Regions from separate parts of the Oncorhynchus mykiss genome. Here region 2 is linked to region 1. A link is a contact called in public Hi-C data. All regions are on one chromosome and are shown on one strand. Each heading gives the region's core, a stretch centred on a gene start, on an enhancer-like site or on the middle of the called end of the contact. The rest is flanking DNA. Distances are from core to core; before and after follow the strand shown.

Region 1 (6,067 bases), core at 3,243-5,742:
CACGACACATTATAATACAGAATGACATTGTTGATTTAAATCAAATCATTTGTTTCCTGCCAAGAAGTTTCCTTAGTCATGTTTTTGTTTATCATATTTGAAATACAACTGTAGAAAACACACTGAAGCATTATGACCATCTTGCGTCACTTTATTTGGACTAAATAAATAACCTTTATTTTACTAGGCAAGGCAGTTAAGAACAAATTCTTATTTTCAATGACGGCCTAGGAACAGTGGGTTAACTGCCTGTTCAGGGGCAGAACGACAGATGTGTACCTTGTCAGCTCGGGGATTTGAACTTGCAACCTTTTGGTTACTAGTCCAACGCTCTAACCACTAGGCTTACCCTGCCGCCCCTTGACACTGTCAAGAAGCATTATAACCATATAAGCCAGATTGGCCTATCACGTACATGTCCTTATATGAGTCAAAGAGAATGTCTTGTCCTGCTCCTGCATTCATCCCAGACATCAGCAACAGAGCATTGGGATAGATGCATGTCTGACATCAATGTGTGCTCAATAATGATCATTTAATATGGTCAATTTCAGAAAATGTTATGTAACATAAACATGCTGTTGAAGAGTAGACTATGGTGTAATGGAAGGTTCTGCCTTGTGTGGAAGGTTCTGCCTTGTGTGGAAGGTTCTGCCTTGTGTGGAAGGTTCTGCCTTGTGTGGAAGGTTCTGCCTTGTGTGGAAGGTTCTGCCTTGTGTGGAAGGTTCTGCCTTGTGTGGAAGGTTTTGTGGGTTTTGACACTTTTGTCGGTGTCATAACCAGCCATAAAATAAAGCAATATACATTCTGAAAGCATTCAGGCCCCTTCTCTTTTTCTACATTTTGTTACAGCCTTATTCTAAAATTGATAACTTTCTTTTTTTCCCCCTCATCAATCTACACACAATACCAATTAACGACAAAGCAAAAAACAGAAATAACTTAAATTACATAAGTATTCAGAATCTGTGCTGAGATTTGAAATTGAGCTCAGGTACATCCTGTTTCCATTGATCATCCTTGATGTTTCTACAACTTGTGGTCATTTCAATTGATGGAACATGATTTGGAAAGGCACACACCTGTCTATATAAGGTCTCACAGTTGACAGTGCATATCAGAGTAAAAATCAAGCCATGAGGTTTAAGGAATTGTCCGTAGAGCTCCGAGACAAGGTTGTGTCGAGGCACAGATCTGGGGAAGGGTACCAAAACATTTCTGCAGCATTGAAGGTCCCCAAGTACACAGTGGCCTCCATCATTCTTAAATGGAAGAAGTTTGGAACCGCCAAGACTCTTCCTAGAGCTGGTCACCAGGCCAAACTGAGGAATCAGGAGAGAAGGGCTTTGGTCAGGGAGGTGACCAAGAACCCAATGGTCACTGACAGAGCCCCAGAGTTCCTCTGTGGAGATGGGTCAACCATCTCTGCAGCGCTCCACCATTCAGGCCTTTATGATATAATGGCCAGACAGAAGCCACTCCTCAGTAAAAGTCACATGACAGCCCATTTGGAATTTGCCAAACGGCACTTAAAGGACTCTCAGACCATGAGAAATAAGATTCTCTGGTCTGATGAAACCAAGATTTGGTCTGAATGCCACACGTCACATCTGGAGGAAACCAGGCACCATTCCTACAGTGAAACATGGGTGGCAGCATCATGCATGGAGACTACTCAGGATCGATTGAAAAATGAACAGAGCAAAGTAGAGAGAGAGATCTTTGATGAAAACCTGCTCCAGAGCTCTCAGGACCTCAGACTGGGGCGACAGTTCACCTTCCAACAGGACAACAATGCCAAGCACACAGCTAAGACAAAGCAGGAGTGGCTTCGTGACAAGTCTCTGAATGTCCTTGAGTGGCCCAGCCAGAGCCCGAACTTGAACCCGATCAAACATCTCTGGAGAGACCTGAAAATAGCTGTGCAGCGACGCTCCTCATCCAACCTGACAGATCTTGAGAGGATCTGCAGAGAAGAATGGGAGAAACTCCCCAAATACAGGTGTGCCAAGCTTGTAGCGTCATACCCAAGAAGACTTGAGGCTGCAATCGCTGCTGTAAATGTGATATTTCCATTTTTGTAAAGAAAATTCTGCAAACCTGTTATTGCTTTGTCATTATGGGTAAATTGATTAAAAAAAATAACTATTTCATCAATTTTAGAATAACGATTTAAAGTAACAAAATGTGGAAAAAGTCAAGGGGCCTGAATACTTTTGGAATGAACTGTGTCACAATAGGTTTAAATATATGTCATGACAGTGTTACGACATGTTACGACAGTTGGGTCAGCTGTTATAACCGTGTTATAACGTTTTGTCAAGTGTTACCAAAACAAACATACATTTACAAAACTTCAGAAGTTATTTTGAATTGAGGGGAGTTACTGCTCTCAATAAATGGAAAATGGAGTTACTAAGTTGTCTGAGAGCGACCTGATCTGATCAGGTTGTCCTATTGAGGTCAAAACATCTATCAAAGTGGTCAAATTTGACGACTTCTGACTTACTGGAAAAAACGTGTCCGATAGAGATAGTAAGGGGTTATAAACAGACACACAGAGAGAACACATTAGACAGACAGACAGAGGAAACACATTAGACAGACAGACAGAGGAAACACATTAGACAGACAGACAGAGGAAACACATTAGACAGACAGACAGAGGAAACACATTAGACAGACAGACAGAGGAAACACATTAGACAGACAGACAGAGGAAACACATTAGACAGACAGACAGAGGAAACACATTAGACAGACAGACAGAGGAAACACATTAGACAGACAGACAGAGGAAACACATTAGACAGACAGACAGAGGAAACACATTAGACAGACAGACAGAGGAAACACATTAGACAGACAGACAGAGGAAACACATTAGACAGACAGACAGAGGAAACACATTAGACAGACAGAGGAAACACATTAGACAGACAGAGGAAACACATTAGACAGACAGAGGAAACACATTAGACAGACAGAGGAAACACATTAGACAGACAGAGGAAACATTACACACACAGAGAGAGAGAGAACACATTAGACAGACAGACACACACAGAGAGAGAGAGAGAGTATTAGACAGACAGACACACAGAGAGAGCATTAGACAGACAGACACACAGAGAGAACATTAGACAGGCAGACATACAGAGAGAACATTAGACAGACAGACACACAGAGAGAACATTAGACAGACAGACACACAGAGAACATTAAACAGACAGACACACAGAGAACATTAAACAGACAGACATGCAACTCAGCATGAGACAAGTAATTCTAGGAGCAACAGCAAAATACTGTAAGGTGACTTTCGGAGCAGACTGCACCAGACATGCATAGCTACACAGAAACGGATTTAACACACACACTTCCCCCCTCAGCCAGCCCCCCACACTTACAGCTGCCTTGGCTAACTGGTTGGCCTTCTGTCTCTGCAGGTCTGACTTGATGAAGCCTGGAGAGAGAAAAACATTTCTTAAAAAGCGGACATGCATGTTTAGGGTTTACGTAAGACTAGTGAGGTGTGTGCCAGCCATTTTGATGCCTGCAACACATGACCTTTCAGCAGATCCCTCTATACAATTCCATTATCAGGTTTTTTACGGTTCAGGTCAGTGGTGTCCAATTAAGACCCAGACAACCAGGTGAGGGTGGGAGTTCCTAACTAAATGAATTAAGACCTAGACAACCAGGTGAGTGTGGGAGTTCCTAACTAAATCAACTAAGACCCAGACAACCAGGTGAGGGTGGAAGTTCCTAACTAAATCAATTAAGACCTAGACAACCAGGTGAGGGTGAAAGTTCCTAACTAAATAAATTAAGACCTAGACAACCAGTTGAGGGTGGAAGTTCCTAACTAAATCAATTAAGACCTAGACAACCAGGTGAGGGTGGGAGTTCCTAACTAAATCAATTAAGACCTAGACAACCAGGTGAGGGTGGGAGTTCCTAACTAAATCAATTAAGACCTAGACAACCAGGTGAGGGTGAAAGTTCCAAACTAAATCAATTAAGACCTAGACAACCAGGTGAGGGTGAAAGTTCCTAACTAAATCAATTAAGACCTAGACAACCAGGTGAGGGTGGGAGTTCCTAACTAAATCAATTAAGACCTAGACAACCAGGTGAGGGTGAAAGTTCCTAACTAAATCAATTAAGACCTAGACAACCAGGTGAGTGTGGGAGTTCCTAACTAAATCAACTAAGACCCAGACAACCAGGTGAGGGTGGAAGTTCCTAACTAAATCAACTAAGACCCAGACAACCAGGTGAGGGTGGAAGTTCCTAACTAAATCAATTAAGACCTAGACAACCAGGTGAGGGTGAAAGTTCCTAACCAATCTGTGGAGTGAAAACCCACAGACTCCGCTCTCGAGGAGAGGAGTCTGATAAGTGGATCAGGTAAATACATTATTTGTTGTTTCACTGTGTTGCTTGTCAAATAGCATGAAAGAATGTTCCCTATAGCAAAGACAGTAAGGTACAGCTTCCACTAGAGGGCACTCAATACAAAAAAGAATTACACCATACTACGACGCGCACAATACATAAATCCTTCAATAAAAAAGCTGGAAGGACTAATTCATAAGAGGTTTATAACTTTGTTAATATTACAACATGACCTAGTTCATTATCTATACTATGGCTCAGATTGTAAATAATTGGTGGTCATGAGTTGCCGATGTTTAATTTAACTATAGTTTACCATAAATACTGCCCATGCAGTAACGCTCTGTTGCTGACCCTTAACCCTTCCCAGTCATACAATAAATCATTAACATAAATGAACTTGGGACTTTAGCCCTGGCCAACAACAACCAGTATGTACTTTCAAGAGGAGTTTAGGGCTCATTGATTTATTACTTCAATTGATTTATAGTTCTCCCCTAAATACTGCCCCTCTGGACTGATCTTTAACCCTTCACATCGTTAACATAATCTAGCGCAGTGTTTCTCAAACTGGGTCCTGGGGCCCCCACTGGGTACACGTTTTGGTTTTTGCCCTAGCACTACACATCAGATTCAAATAAAATCAAATTTGATCATTTGAAAATCAGCTGTGTAGTTTAAGGTTAAAACATTATTATTTTTTTAAATGTGCATCCCTTGGTGTCCAGAGGAACAAGTTTAGGGTCTATTGTCATGTTGGTGAACTTGGACTTCAGCCCTGATGTTCTCCAGTAGTCAGTATGGATGTATTTAAGGAATTACACAGCAGCTCTCTGGAGTTAACCCTTCAAGGGCCAATCAGTAGCCTCACTTTCCTCTCATGTGGGTGAATGTGGACTTGAACTACAGTAGCCAATGGCACCCTATTCCCTATGTAGTGCACTACTTTAGACCAGAGCCCTATGGCACCCTATTCCCTATGTAGTGCACTACTTTAGACCACAGCCCTACGGCACTCTATTCCCTATGTAGAGCACTACTTTAGACCAGAGCCCTATGGCACCCTATTCCCTACATAGTGCACTACTATAGACCAGAGCCCTATTCCCTATGTAGTGCACTACTTTAGACCACCACCATCATCAGAAAAAGGTCTTTACCTGTGAGGACCGATCCAATGAAGAGGAAGACGCAGAGGAAGATGTTTCCTGCCAGCGTCCCGTAGTTATCTATGATCTTCCCCTGGCAGATAGTGAACATGATACCAAACACCTGTGCGTGTATATATAGAGAGAGAGCGAGACAGAAAGTGAATTATCAATTATCTTTCCTTGACAGATAGTGAACATGATACCAAACACCTGTCGGGGGAAGTGGCCCTCTACACCAGTAGATCCCAAACTGTGGAGCGCACCAAATGTAACACTGACCTACTTAAACTGTTTAACAGTGTTGGGTATAGGCCATTTCCCTGACATCTGGAACCAGGGACTAATAATACCAATTTTACATAAAAAATTTAATTTAAAAAATACAAATTTGACCCGAACAATTATCGTGGCATTTGTGTCAACAGCAACCTGGGGGAAAATATTCAGCACCATCATGAACAGCAGATCACTGCATGTTCTGAGTGAACACAACATCCTGAGCAAAAGTCCAATTG
Region 2 (6,106 bases), core at 523-3,022, 38 kb after region 1:
ATGAAGAAGCAAGCATGGCGTCCAAACTTAGAATCTCAACAACACAGGAACCTTACATGGCAAATGGTCATATGTCTCGAGGAGTAAATGGAAATATTATTTTTCCCCACTTCAACCATCAATAGAGAAGGTTTCCATTGAAATTGTTGTGGTGCCCTGAGGGCTTATGTCCTGTGATTATGCTATGGTATAGATAACCCTATACATTGAGCTCTCAAGCCAGGTCAGTTGGTCAGTGGGACAAATAAACCTGTACCTGTGACGTTCACCTTTGAGGCTCAGAGATAATTCATGGTGGCTTGAATTTGTGACTCACACTGTACACTGTTCTCTCGGAGTCTCGTCAATGGGACAAATGAATATGCATGTGATGACATTGACCTTACACCTTTTGAGGGCAGAGGATGAGAGATTACCAACTGGCCAATATAGGCCAGCGGTGGCTTGAGTATTGCGCAATTGCGCAATTCCCAACTGGGCCAAATGGACACATTGGTGGAGTAATCTTTAACATTCCGATAAGTGACTAATAATTTTTTTAGGTGCAAAATGACCGAGTACATAAACAAATAGCTACATCTGCAATTACTTTTGAATGTATCTGACCTTAGACTACATAACATACCTGGTTTCCGAAGACCCCGATGGAGCAAGCGGTGGACACCTCCTCCGATCCAAACCACACCGAGGCGATCTTCGACGGCATCCCAAGGATAAACACCTGCGCAAGGGAGCAACAGAACTGTCCGAGCATGGTGACTGCGAACAGGTTGGGTCTCACACTGGTCACTTTGATCCAAGTCCCCGCGCAATTCATGGCTGTAGCCACCAGCGCAATGACACGGAGCCCCTTCTTATCCAGTAGCCAGGTGACCGGGAATATGAAGGGGATGTAAGTCAACATGTATATCATAGACATCCAATCTATAGTGAAAGACTCTACACCGTAGAACCTCATGAAAATGTTGTTGATAATTCCGTACTGGATCCATTGGAACGAGTTGCAGAGAGAATACGAGCTGAATAGCAACACGATGAACCATCTCCGCTTGTATAGTTTGATGGTTTGGTTTGTATCGTCCCCGTTCTGGTTGAGTCGTATCTTGTGCTCCATGGGCACGTCCTCGCTGTCAACGGCAGACTTCATAATTGTAATTTTTTCCAGATCTAACACATTTTGATTGTCTTTGATTTCGCCATAAACCAAGGAGGGTTTTTCATTTTCGCCGCTCATGTTGAAGTTCACTAATTAAAACGGGCCGGTGAATACAATACAGACACGTATGCTTCTCTCTTACATTTTAGTGAGAGTTCGGACCAGCTTGAATATGCGACAGCTCCCAGATCTTTTGACAGTACTCTAGTTTTGGGACACAAGCCAAACCAGCTACACCACCACTCGAAGTTCACCAATCAGAAACTACAACCGACACCACTCTCTATTTGATGCCACGTTAGCAAATAAAGTAGTTTAAAGTAAAGGCATTCCCCGAAATGAAAATGTGACGTTTCGGTTCGCTAAACAACCATTCAATAATTCGCTTTGCAAAGGGTAAACTAGACAAGTCACTCATAGACTACATTACAAGTAGCATAGGCGCACTTTTTTCCTGTTCCCGTTGTGCTGAAGTTGACAAAACAGTAGCCTACTTTCACAAGGAGTTCAAACTCAACAAATATAGCCAAACGTTTGTTTTTTAAATAATGTATGGAGATGTCATTCTGTTCAGCGTCGAGCGAAGTATCAATGGGCCACTTCGTTTTGCATGGCCAGCTGTCTCGGGTGGGTGGAGATTTCCTTTAAGGACCAATAATGGGATGGTCTAAAACAGGCGTGACAAAGTCATTCCATGGATGGCCTATGAGCTGCAAGGTTTTGTTTTTCCCTTTCAATTTCAGCCCAAGACCACCAGGTGTGAGGAATTCCTTACAAATGACTGACCTTAATTCATCACTCAAGTACAAGGGAAGAACGCAAACCCACCGACACTCGGCCCTCCGTGGAATGAGTTTGACACCTTTTGTTTTAAAACATTTAAACTCCGCTGAGACGGGCCACAGGGCCATGCAAAACGAACTTTCCCAATGTAAACGCCCGTCTACGTCACCACGTAGGGCCAACCAACCCACTACCCAATGAACCCTCACTCGCCGTCTGTGTTGAAATTGGGCACGACCGAGGAGGAGGAGCTACATTTTGCAACCGAACATCCGACTTTGGTTGCCGACTAAAATTATTCTACTATCAATGCCAAAATGCTATTTCTGCTGTTGGTGATATAGGCTATACAACACACTTCCACAAAGCACCATCCACTGACCCAAGATAAAATAGAATACAATACAATAGAGTAGATTACAATATAATATAATATGGAGCTAGAATAGAATAGAATAGAATAGAATGGAATATAATACCATGTAATAGAATAACATTGAAAATGGCACTGGAATTGGAATAGATCATGTTATGTTACATGTTCATAAAATGTAAAGCGACCATTGGTCTGAAAACATGAGGCTTCCACCCAATGTTCCCTCTAAACTTGCATGCGTTAGCAGACGTGCTGTAGCCCCGAGACTGCCGCACAGCTCCCATGAGACTGCCACACGGCTCCCACGAGACTGCCGTACAGCTTCCACGAGACTGCCGCAAAACTCCCACGGGACTGCCAGACAGCTCCTACGAGACTGCCGCAAAGCTCCCATGAGACTGCCGTACAGCTCCCATGAGACTGCCATACAGCTCCCATGAGACTGCCATACAGCTCCCACGAGACTGCCGTACAGCTCCCACGAGACTGCCATACAGTTCCCATGAGACGCCGCAAAGCTCCCACGAGACTGCCATACAGCTCCCACGAGACTGCCGTACAGCTCCCACGAGACTGCCATACAGCTCACACAAGACTGCCATACAGCTCCCATGAGACTGCCGTAGAGCTCCCACGAGACTGCCGTACAGCTCCCATGAGACTGCCATACAGCTCCCATGAGACTGCCGTACAGCTTCCACGAGACTGCCGCAAAGCTCCCACAAGACTGCCGTACAGCTCCCATGAGACTGCCGTACAGCTTCCACGAGACTGCCGCAAAGCTCCCACGAGACTGCCATACAGCTCCCACGAGACTGCCACAAAGCTCCCACGAGACTGCCATACAGCTCCCATGAGACTGCCGCACAGCTCCCACGAGACTGTCATACAGCTCCCACGAGACTGCCGGACAGCTCCCACGAGACTGCCTTAAAGCTCCCATGAGACTGCCATACAGCTCACACGAGACTGCCGTACAGCTCCCCCTGGCTATCTGTAAATTATGTCTGAGTATTGGAGCGTGCCCCTGGCTATCTGTAAATTATGTCTGAGTGTTGGAGTGTTCCCCTGGCTATCTGTAAATTATGTCTGAGTGTTGGAGCGTGCCCCTGGCTATCTGTAAATTATGTCTGAGTGTTGGAGCGTGCCCCTGGCTATCTGTAAATTATGTCTGAGTGTTGGAGCGTGCCCCTGGCTATCTGTAAATGATGTCTGAGTGTTGGAGCGTTCCCCTGGCTATCTGTAAATGATGTCTGAGTGTTGGAGCGTGCCCCTGGCTATCTGTAAAAAAATTTAAAAACTAGAAAATGGTGTCGTATGGTTTGATAATGAATTTGAAATGATTTATACTTTTACTTTTGATACTTAAGTATATTTTAGCAATTACATGTACTTTTGGCACATAATAAGTAGGATTTTAAACCAAATACTTTTGGATTTTTACTCAAGTAGTATTTTACTGGGTGACTTTCCCTTTCTCTTGAGTCATTTTTATTACAGTATCTTTACTTTTACTCAAGTATGACAATCGGGGTACTTTTTCCACCACTGGGCATAGCCAATCAGAGCTGCAGTAGGCCTATATGCAAATAAACTATTGCCATTTATGGATCTGTGTCGTATACATTGAACTGGATTGTGTTTTACAGCTGTGGTCATAAGTAGATTTGTTTTATTTATTTTTTATTTAACCTTTATTTAACTAAGGCAAGTCAGTTAAGAACAAATTCTTATTTTACAATGACGGCCCACCCCGGTCAGAACCCTCCCCTAACCCGGACGACACTGGGCCAATTCTGCACCGCCCTACGGGACTCCCGATCACAGCCGTTTGTGACACAGCCCGGGATCGAACCAGGGTCTGTAGTGATGCCTCTACCACTGTGCCACTCGGGAGCCTTATGATGCATTTGTTTTGAGATCGAAGTGAGAGCTGCATACAGCTACATGTGCACATTGTGTTCATAATCTTTGCTAGCTGTTGAGTTATTTGCCCAGTAATATGTCATTTGTAGTCAGCAATAGGAGAGGGATTGCTTCCTACAAGAGCACATTACGTGCACATTACGTGTACATTACGTGTACATTATGTGCACATTACGTGCACATTACGTGCACATTTCTAGACATCTTTGAAAAGTAAGTCAGGTAAAGAGATTTTTATTTTGTCTTAAAGGGGCAGTGTTGTATTCTGAGACAGGCTTGAATAAGCTCAGTAGCCAATAGACAGAGGGGTAGTATAATTTGTCTGATTCGCTGTAATAATGGTATGGGAATAATAATGTATTTTATTTTGTAAAGTGGTTTCTTGCATCAAACAACACAACGTTTTCAGTCACCTCCTTGTCTGAAGGACAAGTGGATAAACAGGTTAAAGGTCAAGCTCTGCATGTTTTTTTCCCCCTCAAAGGTCTCATGGGATGTAGGCCTACATTGAACACCACACATTGTCTGCTACTGTAGTCTGAATGATAGAACAGCTATTTCCATGTTAAAATGTTATGGGATGCATTTTCTCCATTGTTTTTGATGGTAGGTCACTCCGGTAGGCCTCTCTGGTAGGCCTCTCTGGTAGGCCTCTCTGGTAGGCCTACATTATGATCAAGCAGACACAGTAGCCTACTTGGCCACTGTTAAAACTGTAACTTAAAGCAGGTACAGCCTCAGTGTTCACAGTAAAACTGTAACTTAAAGCAGGTACAGCCTCAGTGTTCACAGTAAAACTGTAACTTAAAGCATGAACAGCCTCAGTGTTCACAGTAAAACTGTAACTTAAAGCAGGAACAGCCTCGGTGTTCACAGTAAAACACACTGGAAGTAGCACAGAATTTTCACAATGTTCATGTTTGCCCTCAGCAGACCTGATGTTTGCTCAGGTTCGGAAAAAACATTTCTGAGTTTCTATATTTATTTGTTAAATGTACTGTAAGACATTTAAAATAAAATAAAATTCAATACAACATTCAAAGAAATTAATTAAAAAAATACAAGCACTATACTACTGATGGTAAACTAAACTTGTATTTATTTTATTTATTTATTTTATTTCACCTTTATTATGTCCTGTCTCAGTACCAGTCTATAAGATAATCACTTATATCAGAGCATACAATGCATACTGTTCCTTAACAAGGCTTACCCTTAATTACTTATAGGTACACGACTCCACCTTGTGACCATTAAATAAGAGTCTTTTTTTTTTTTCTCCAAAAAACGAATTCAAGATGATTCGAACGGTAGACTCTTGAGTCAACAAAGTTATTTTCAAACTGTTTCACTTTAGGCAGAATGTACACGTATTCAAATCAGACTAGAAAAGCAGCTGTTTTGTGAGAAAAATAGTAAAATAATGTACACATCATTGAGTAATCCAAGCTATTTCCAACGCTCCAATCAGTCATGTGCAATAGTGGTAGTCGTGAACATGAGAAATGCACACAAAAAAAAAACTAAAGGCTGGGATGATACCAGTATTGCGATATTTATTTCTATGGCAAAGAAGGAAAACACGAACCAGATCAGATTCTTTGGTCCTTTAAAAACCTGCTGTATGGAACATATGTTGTGATATAGCCTGGTACTAAACCTGCTGTATGGAACATATGTTGTCATATAGCCTGGTACTAAACCTGCTGTATGGAACATATGTTGTGATATAGCCTGGTACTAAACCTGCTGTATGGAACATATGTTGTGATATAGCCTGGTACTAAACCTGCTGTATGGAACATATGTTGTGATATAGCCTGGTACTAAACCTGCTGTATGGAACATATGTTGTGATATAGCCT

What was found. A called contact is a pair of places that touch in the nucleus more often than the background predicts.
Region 2: a Hi-C map of liver shows a contact between it and region 1, with 6 times the contacts expected there. The contact joins the promoter of LOC110522637 here to the enhancer-like site in region 1. A contact is called at or near these places in 3 of 3 Hi-C or Micro-C datasets (blood and liver).

The regions. Positions count from the first base shown.
Region 1 is chr4:41,531,084-41,537,150 of USDA_OmykA_1.1, forward strand. LOC110522637 (feline leukemia virus subgroup C receptor-related protein 2) reads right to left here. Exons shown (of 10, transcript XM_021601106.2): 8 at 5,562-5,673; 9 at 3,411-3,466. Among protein-coding and RNA genes, the nearest start is that of LOC110522637, 39 kb to the right of the region's middle. Within about 2 kb of position 4,493, at least 1 of the 11 cell types and tissues checked has an H3K27ac peak or open chromatin away from gene starts, as enhancers often do. A contact at or near this core is called in liver, where this site is marked.
Region 2 is chr4:41,571,643-41,577,748 of USDA_OmykA_1.1, forward strand. It overlaps LOC110522637 (feline leukemia virus subgroup C receptor-related protein 2), which reads right to left and starts at 1,773. Exons shown (of 10, transcript XM_021601106.2): 1 at 626-1,773. The coding sequence starts at 1,234. It overlaps LOC110522638 (basic leucine zipper transcriptional factor ATF-like), which reads right to left. Exons shown (of 3, transcript XM_021601107.2): 3 at 5,524-6,106.